Regions from separate parts of the Oryctolagus cuniculus genome. Here region 1 is linked to region 2. Evidence: chromatin contacts called from public Hi-C data. All regions are on one chromosome and are shown on one strand. The core of a region is the stretch at or near the end of the contact, and the rest is flanking DNA. Distances in the headings are between cores, read along the strand shown. Region 1 has its middle 140 kb from the start of CCDC68. Region 2 overlaps TCF4 (transcription factor 4).

Region 1 (4,862 bases), core at 2,149-4,648, 290 kb after region 2:
ACTAGCTAGCTTCCCTAAGAGGGAAAAACCAGAGAAAGGGGTTGGGGTGGGCAGGCAAGACAGACACCAAAGTTTTCTGCAGACTGATCTTGGAAGTGACATACCATCATTTTTGCTGTATTATTTTTTGTTAAAAACATGTCAGTAGTTTCAACCCACATTCAAGAGAGGGGACAACACAAGGGTGTGAAGAGTAAGAGCTCTGGGCCCTTGAGCATCATCTTAGAGGCTGCTACTGTGTACCCTAAATTCATAAAGGTATTTTTAATACTTCTCTGTGCAATGACATTCAGAGTCCCTGACCTCGCATAGCAGAAGATGCCACTGCCCTAGGGAAAGCTATACATGATGTATTTGTGAGGACTTGAAAGGGAGACAGAAGAAATACAGCAAGCATGTATGCTGTAAGGTGGTGGAAATGGGGAACACGGAGAGAGAGAAAAGAATGACAAGGGCAAGTGATAGAGGATTTCTCTGCAGCCACATGTCCTCATTTGGAAGGGCAGGGCAAGAGAGAGGTGTCAAGAACACCTTTGGTCAGTAGACCCCTTTGAGAACCCCTTCCCATCTCTGTCTGCAGCACAAGCACAGCTCTTCTTTAGTGCTCATTCCTCAGTTCTCCGGGTTCAAACAAACCTTACCTTCTCCACTGTCCCACACATGTTTATCACTCAGGAAATAGTACCTATTATTATTGAAGTTATTGTATGATTTTTTTTTTTTTTGACAGGCAGAGTGGACAGTGAGAGAGAGAGAGACAGAGAGAAAGGTTTTCCTTTTGCCGTTGGTTCACCCTCCGTTGGCCGCTGCGGCCTGGCCGGCGTACCACGCTGATCCGATGGCAGGAGCCAGGTACTTCTCCTGGTCTCCCATGGGGTGCAGGGCCCAAGCACTTGGGCCATCCTCCACTGCACTCCCGGGCCACAGCAGAGAGCTGGCCTGGAAGAGGGGCAACCGGGACAGAATCTGGTGCCCCAACTGGGACTAGAACCCGGTGTGCCGGTGCCGCAAGGCGGAGGATTAGCCTAGTGAGCCGCGGCGTCGGCCCTGTATGAAGTTTTATTATTTTTATTGTTCAAGTGACCAAAAAGAAAAAGAAGAAAGAAATCAGCCAACCAGCCCTATACTAATTACTGAAGGGATAAAACTATATACCATAGCTCCTGCTTTGAAGATCTTAGATTCCAATTAAGGAAACAAGACAAACATATGGAAACAGTTATGTTAAAATTAAAGATTTAAATAACAGTTCAAGGTAACAATAGAAAGAAAATCATAAGGCGGCACATGATTAATTACCAGCTGAAGTATATAGAATTCACTCCTATTGGAATTCAGGAAGAGACCATCATTGTGAGCGAGGTGACTGGGGAACATATTGTGAAGCAAATGAGAAGGATTTGGAGAGGAGAGGAAAGCAAGGGCGTTCCAGGTGGATGGAATGGCATGAGTAAAAATAAGAAGGCGAGACAGGTGTTTTGGGGGAACAATGAGTTAACCAGTTTGGAGAGTGGGTTTTTGGAGGCGAGTAGTCTGAGACGAGGTAAATGGTAAGTCAGACAGCCATGTGAGAACAGGTTGAGTTTAATTATCTAACCTGTGCTCAGTCCCTGAGGCAGATGGCTTGCCAACCAACTTGCATGAATTACCCTCTATTAGAATTTTTAAAAAGGGGTAAGTTCCAGGTTGATTCACTGAACATCTTGGGCTCACATTCGGTGCGTGTCTTTTAATAGCAAGTGGTGGCAAATGGCAGCGGTACCTGTGCTTTGTCTCCATAGCAGCCAACTCCGAAAAGCCTTGATGGCATCCAGCTGAAAGACACTGAACTGTTGTCACCACCCGCTCTCCCCACCTGAAAATGAAGAGGCAGGAATGAGAAGAAAACACGGCTGTTGCCTCAGGAATCTGTTGGACTAGGGAGATGAGTATCCCAGGCACCGAGAGACCCCTGCCCCCCTAGAGTTGCAAGGAGGAGTTAGCGCATCGAATCCTCAAGCACCCAGGGAGGACACTGAGCCCATTTTCTTCATTCTGTTGACTCAGATCAGCAGAGGAACTGGAACCAGGGAGAAGGGTTATAGAACCTTCAGAGAAGGCTTAAAGAAATCCCTCAGCAGATGTCTTTTTTCCTGTTACTTAATCTCTCTAAAATACTGTCTGCACATCTATTAAATAGGGATAAATGTATTACTGTACCCAGAGTGTTGTTCTGAAAGGTCAATGAGTCCATTAATGTAAAAAGGTTTGCAAAGTGACTTGGAGAGTTCTCAGTAACTGTTAGGACCTGCCATTGTTGCTGCTGTTCTATTCCTCCCAGCCTGTCTATATCCTTGATTACCACAAGGCACAAGAAAAGGAAGTGGATGGTAAGATCATTGCTTTCCCTTGGATTGTGATCATTTTGAAAGGCTTAGAATGACCCAAGGAAGAAGATGAATATACTCGTGGGCAATGTGGATGTAAATTCACTTATGCCTTTGGAGTGACAAGGGGCAACTGTGGTACCCAGAGTGGTTGGCCAGCAAGCAGGAGGCCCAGGCCCTTGAAATGGACCAAGACTTCTTGGAGTAGGGAAGGCATGCAGTGGCCAACAGCACCCCCATTCCACAGAATTGGGCCTCACTTCTGCACTGGACTGGCATCCCAGCCTTGTCGGCAGCCTAAATCACGGACAGGAGAGTACCATGAAGACAATAGGGACATCTTCTTCTAATTATTATTCTTTGGAGTATGGTCATGACTCCTGTTTAATATATTCTGACTGACAACAATGTGCTAAGTGCTCTGTCGACCACAGAATTAAACATGACTGTTGGCTATTTGTGCAAGGGGCTGAAATCTTCATTTTACAGACACAGGAAAGGAAGGCTCTGAAGTCACGAGGGGGAAAGAACAAGATGGCAGCTCCTCCATCTAGGACTTGATGTCCTTACCTCAGGCTCCATCCAGAAGGTCCTAACTGCATTGATCCCAAAGACATTGATTTCTGACACCTCAAGGAAGTATTTTCAAAATGAGTAGGCACTGAGAAAGTATCTGAAAGAGCTAAAGAATTCATTTGTTTCGGACATCCAGGAGAGTCAGGTAGGCTGCAGGGATAAGGGAGCTTACAAAGTAAGACCACTAACGGCTGGGACTATGGCATTGCCGTTTTGCCAATTAGCCAGTGGCTTAGAAGGTCATTGGTAGACCTGAGGCAGCCTGGGCTTTGGCCAGCATTTTTGGCACCCCAAATTAGCAACAAGTGTCATCAAATATACGAACTGGGAGGAATTCCAGGGGAACAAAATCATTGCTCTCCAAATAGATGGAGAGAGGATGTAGTAAGGGGTCAGAAGTGGAGAGGACAGGCACAGGAAACCTTTGTGGTGTCATTTCTGTCCCAGAACAGGATACCGGAAGGAGAGAGGTCAAAGCAACGGGAAGTCTAGCAACACAGTACAAAACGTTATCAAGCCTGATTGGATTTTAATTGTCTCATGCTTTAGGGCAAGTACTGTGTGATCACTTAGCCACGGAGTCTCTATTGTGTTATGTTTTCAAAAGTTTATTTTTAATTTAAAGTCAATCAATGAAAGGTTGAACAAACAAAGGTAGAAGTCTGGGGGAGGGAAGTTGAGGAAGAGCGTGTCAATGATCCAAAAAACTACAAAAATGCTGGCTGACTTTTGTGTAGGTCTCTCACAAGCTATATTTTCCACTGGACATCTGGGTTATAATTCAGAACACCAGTTTCTGGCTTTAGGCCCTACTCAGATCTCTGTCTCCAGTCATTACCAAGTCATTTTCCCTACAGAGAGCTAATCTGATAAACTCTATCTGCCACTGTGGTGGTCCATACACAGTCATGTACCACAGAGTGACATTTCGGTCAGTGACAGAGCTCATATATGACAACGGTTCCATATGATTACATTATCTAGTGACATCATAGTTGTCTTAGTTGGTATAAGTACACGCTGATGTTTGCATAATAACAAAATTGCCCAAAGACCCATTTCTCAGAACATATCCTTGTGTTTAGTGATATGTCCAAAAAGAGTAGGAACACCTATATCTCCTGGGCTGCCTGCAGTTCCACGCCTCCCTACAATTCCTGATGCTTTGGCTGCTGATTAGCATTATGAAAATAACTCTTCAATTAGGCCACTCTCTTCTAGAGCCTGAAGGAAAATTGGTGGCATTACTCCCTCAAATCCAGTAAGAAATTATGGAATGACATATCCCTTCAGAAAATGAATTTCCCATGGAGAAGTTCAGTCTATATCCACTAAGAGAAGGAGCATATATAATGACACACAGAGTCACATGTTTCCAAATGTGACAGAGTAAGGTGTTGGATGTTATAGTTCATGAATCTGCCTTAGGCTAGGAGAGCTCTCAGCGTCTAAAAGCATTCTCTTAGGGTGAATCAGCATTGGGTCCAAATTCCTCCAAGTAGCTCCCAAATGCAACCAGAAGTCTGTAGCAACCTACATAGGGCCCAGGGTATATTCCTCTATTGGCCTGATATGGATTTTCCTGTCCTCACATTTTTCCATCACTTAAGCACTATATTAAGACTGGGATAACATATTGCTGAGAGCTGGCATGAAGCAAGATGGGAAATGATGGGCTATCTCAAGTAGATGATACTCCTACACCCTCCTACAGGAAAACAGGTCTAGCCACTCATCCCCATACATATAACTTGGTCATTTTCTGAGTATAAGGAGTGTAAGGGTGGCCAGACTACCTGTGGAAAACACAGCCATTGTAGCCCTAACTCTCAGATTGGAGTGATGACAAAGATTTGAAATGGGAAGATATTACGCATTCATTCATACAATAAATACCTCTTGGGTACACATGTGGGCAAG
Region 2 (4,336 bases), core at 796-3,295:
AAAATGTTTCTGCCACATTGCAGCCTTATACTACTTTTACTGGCTGAGAAAATAAATTTTGTAATGGAAAGTCTGACAGAAATGAAAATCATAGAAATAAACTTTTTTGCAAGATGGTTTTACCCCAGTCTTATCATAGCCAATGGCTAATATCTATAATGAATACCGTTGCAAATGGCAGAGTGAAAAAATATCATTTGCTTTTGGCCGCTTTAGCTGCTTTGAATGTTCATTGATTTGCAAACTTTTAATTTTGCTGAAATCCACTGTTTTTCAATGAAACGATGATGTCAACACAAATGATCGTTATTTGGGCCAAAGAGTCCCCTTTAAATGGATGGGAAGTTCAACATTGATTATCAGGAATGGTTTGTCTTCCTTTTCAGGAATGTAGCCTGACTCTCAAACCATGGTTTCATTATTAATCTCTTCTGGGCAGGATAGATTGTGTGTGTGTGTGTGCGTGTGTGTGCGCGCGCACGCGTGTGTGTGTTTGCGTGTGTGTGTGTGTATGGGGGGGAGGGAGAGAGAGAAAAAAAAAAATGGGAGAGAGAGAAAGTGGGAGAGTGGGAGAGAGAGAGAGATTGATGTCCAGAAAGCAGGGTCCTACCTGAGACCAGTCAAGTTAGAATTTCATGAGTTGGGCCTCTTATGATGTTCTGCTTTTCTGAGGTTCTAGTAATTTATTCTCATGTACAACAACTAGGTTTGATCATTTCCTAGAATCGTCTGTAAAAATACCCTGTAATTTAACCACTGTGTTAAACTCTGGCATTATTACTGACCTTGAAAAAGCTTTTAGACTTCTTGCCTTAATTTGATTATTCAAGGCATGGAAACATATCACAGATGATTTTCATTTAAAGAGCAGTACAAATTAATAATATATTGAAAATCAGTGAGATACTTTGAAATCTTTATACAAAATTCCACAACGGAATGTCCCAGTCCATATCTTGTTTTCGGTGGTGAAGGCCAAGGCTTTAACCTCATATGAATCCTTTTTTCTTTCTCAGAAAGTAATCAAATAGAACTATGCTGTTCCAAGTTATTTGCTGTTCAGATCTTAAAACTGATCAGTAGGATTTAAGAATTAGTCCTAATCTAGGAAAATATTGTTAAATTCCAGAAACTTTGAAGCTGAGGAAACGGGTCTTCTCCATTGTAACTTGCTTGGCTCCTGAGTCTTCTCATTTTTGAGTCATTGAAGTTAAACATGTAGTTGATTCTGAAATGAATCGCATTATGAAGAATTGATTTTTTTTCCTTTTAATCATTTTCGATACAAAAGGTATTGCCAATGACTTCATTGTAAAACTCTTGCCTCTTTCAGGTTTTCATTTCTAAAGTCAAAATTGAAAGGATATAAGCAAAAAAAGAGGGCATATAATCCCTTTGTGTATTATGAAAATGACGATATGAGGCTTGTGTAAACAGAAATACATATTGCTTTTTAATTCGATATTATGCTTAAATGTTTGTTTTTTGGGTTCAGTAATTCAGTCCAGGTCCTGTGCGTTTTTTCCTAAGATCCACTCCAACACAGGGTCCCTGCTGTGTATGGCCAAATCATTCCGTGTTTTCTCTCTGGTGTTTTTTCGGATTTGCTCTTATTCATGTGCGTGTTGAACACTGGTTTCCACCAGGATTCTGTATAGTCCTGGAGGTCAGAGGTCTTGTCTGCTCTATCTTGCTTAGTGTACCATGCGCCTCGCGGGCAAGAACTATAATGACCTAATGCTTACTAGGGGACTTCAAAAAGTTTGTGGAAAGTGGAATTAACATTTAAGTTCATTTTGGTACAGGCAAGAAAAAAAGGTGACACTCGTGCATGATTTTTTTCCTAATACTCATTTTCTATGAACCTCTGGAAGACCTCTCATGCTTACCCAGTATCACTTTTAGAAAACGTTTTGAAGGCATAAGTCTGAGTAGCAATGTGTGTGTACCATATCGTGAGCATCTTTTTTATGCACGTGAAAACCAGAAAGCCGTATTATCTCGGAGGAAGTCCTTTGGAAGCCTGTGCTTTTAAAGTGCCGTGCAGACCCTGGAAGCATGAAGAGGTCATACTGTGGAGAGGAACTCACTTGGACTTTCCTGGGCTTGGTAGTTACTTACCTGGTAGCTTTCTCGCCCTGGGCCCAGGCAAGCTTAAAGTGGGAATCAGGAAGTTCTGTGTTTCTGGTGGGCGCGTTATTGGAACCTAAGATCGGAATCCCAGTCTGATCCTTTAAACGTACCAGTGGTGGGCAGGGCGTTGGCCGTCCCGCCGGCTTCAGACCTCGCAGGGCCCAAGTTTGCAGCATGTGTGCCATCACGCTGCTCCTTGAGCTCGCTTTTTTTCGGGCCTCAACTCACCCTTTCTGGGAGGTCGCTCTGGGTGTCCCCCGTCTCAACAGCCACCAGTGCTTCCCAAAGGAGAGAAGGGATTCATTCTCTCATCGCATCGGTGAATAAATATTTATTGACAGTTTAGGTGTGTGTGAGATGCACACCGGGAGCTATTGCAGAGGAAACTCAAGCCACATTCGAATTTGAAAACAATTTTCTTTTTAGTCGTATATAGTAAAATGTTTCAAACACCCCAAAAAAAGTTAAAAAATGATAAAACAAAATGCTGTGTACCTCCCATTTAGTAAGGTAGTTATTAATATTTGCTGTATTTACTTTGTGTCTAGAATATATGTAGGTATATATATGTTTCAGAAAGCCATTTTTCACTGACAGATCTAATAAGATTTTGCGCCTAGGTTTTTCAATATGCATCTCTTAAAAATTAGACACTTGTCTATTTAATTAAAATATTATTCTCACACCTAAAGAAATTGCTAATAATTTCTTAATTAGTCCATATTCAAATTGTTTCAGTTGTTCCCATGAAAATGTCTTCAATGATAAAAAAATATCTTTATGCATGACATTGGGTTTGTGTATCTCTTCATACTTTTTTTTTAAACTAAAACAATTCTTCTGCCTTTTTTTTTTAAATGATGGTGTCTTTAAAGAGATCAGCCTAGTCACCTTACAGAATATTCCCTTTTGTAGAATTGTTGAGTTATTTCTTGGTAGGATTCTTTTCATTGGTTCTGTACGTTTTTTGCTAACATTAAAAATTATATCCAAAGATATGTTCAGCTTCAGCTTAAAATTTTTTTGACTAGAGGACTTTGTAGATGGTACTGAATTCTTTATTCCACTAGGATGTTAACTTAGGCAATATTGGTCATGCTAATGTTAATCAGTTGGAAAGTGTTCTGTGACCCCCACATGCCCCAAAACCTTCCCCCCTTTTCAGTTAGCAAATAATCTTTGTGTTGATACTTTGGCATTGGGCAAATACCCCTTTCCCCAACAGCCTTTGGCCTGATAGTTTTTACTCACATTGATGATCCTTTTGCTAATCTATAGGTTGCAATCTGGTGATTTTTTGAAAAAAAAAAAAAAATCTGTATATTTGTAGCAGTCATTCTTCTGTAATGATGTGCTTTCTTTTATTGTTCATTTTAACGCTCTCAATTTGAGTGCTCCATACGTATACTAATACAGTGTCAGTAGTCCTTATTCTTGATATGTTCCCTTGTTTGGAGAATGCTGGAAGCATTAAAGCATTTTTCAAATCACATCAGGGATATTGATAAAAATGTCTGTGGTTCAAGATGAGCGTCAAAAAAGCTTTAACTTTGGGTAGAAGAAGGTAATTGTAGATAACTCCAGTATTCTTCTGCTGAAATTTGGAGTCCTGTGATAATCTCTGTGCGCCTGGCTGTTTTGTTGATCTTGCAGTAAGTCCTGGAGTTCCTTGACATCTCCTGTTGCTCCTCTGTATTCTGGTCATTGCTGTTAAGCATCACACAAGGTTGACCATCAGGACTAATGCTGGAGGGTTGCTGGCGCTCTCTCCAAAGCTACCCATCAAGGATCCGTGAGATAGGGCAGTAATCCCTGTGCCAGTCCTTTCACAATCCTGACGTGTTGATGAGTGCACATCCAAACAAGTGGTTAGGGGTGCAGGCCAAAGGATACCTGGGGAACTAATAGTAGGCACCAGTGTAAGTCTCCAAGGTGCTTATTAATTATTCTCAGTTAAAAACTTCAAAAAATGGTGCTCGGAGAAGTAAAAGCAAGCAGACCCCAGGTCACATTCCCAAATCATTTTCAGAGTCAGGCATTGAACTCCAACTGTCTAGTTTCAAAGCCAGTGCTTTTCCAGTTTGGTTCCCTGCTGCCCAAAGCCATGATGAGGTTTCTTGGCTTGGAGGTCTGTGTGAGATCCCATCTAGAAATCCACTTTAGCAGGTTCCAGGCCAGGGCCTGACATGGTCCCTAGAATAGA

The links. A called contact is a pair of places that touch in the nucleus more often than the background predicts.
Region 1: a contact with region 2 is called in a Hi-C map of an unstated tissue, with 2.0 times the contacts expected there. The contact joins two enhancer-like sites. A contact is called at or near these places in 2 of 6 Hi-C or Micro-C datasets (psoas muscle and an unstated tissue).

What each region holds. Positions count from the first base shown.
Region 1 is chr10:23,195,398-23,200,259 of mOryCun1.1, forward strand. No RefSeq gene overlaps it. Among named protein-coding and RNA genes, the nearest start is that of CCDC68, 140 kb to the right of the region's middle. Within about 2 kb of position 3,399, at least 2 of the 8 cell types and tissues checked have an H3K27ac peak or open chromatin away from gene starts, as enhancers often do.
Region 2 is chr10:22,908,031-22,912,366 of mOryCun1.1, forward strand. The region is part of intron 5 of TCF4 (transcription factor 4); the gene reads left to right. Among named protein-coding and RNA genes, the nearest start is that of TCF4, 210 kb to the left of the region's middle. Within about 2 kb of position 2,046, at least 3 of the 8 cell types and tissues checked have an H3K27ac peak or open chromatin away from gene starts, as enhancers often do.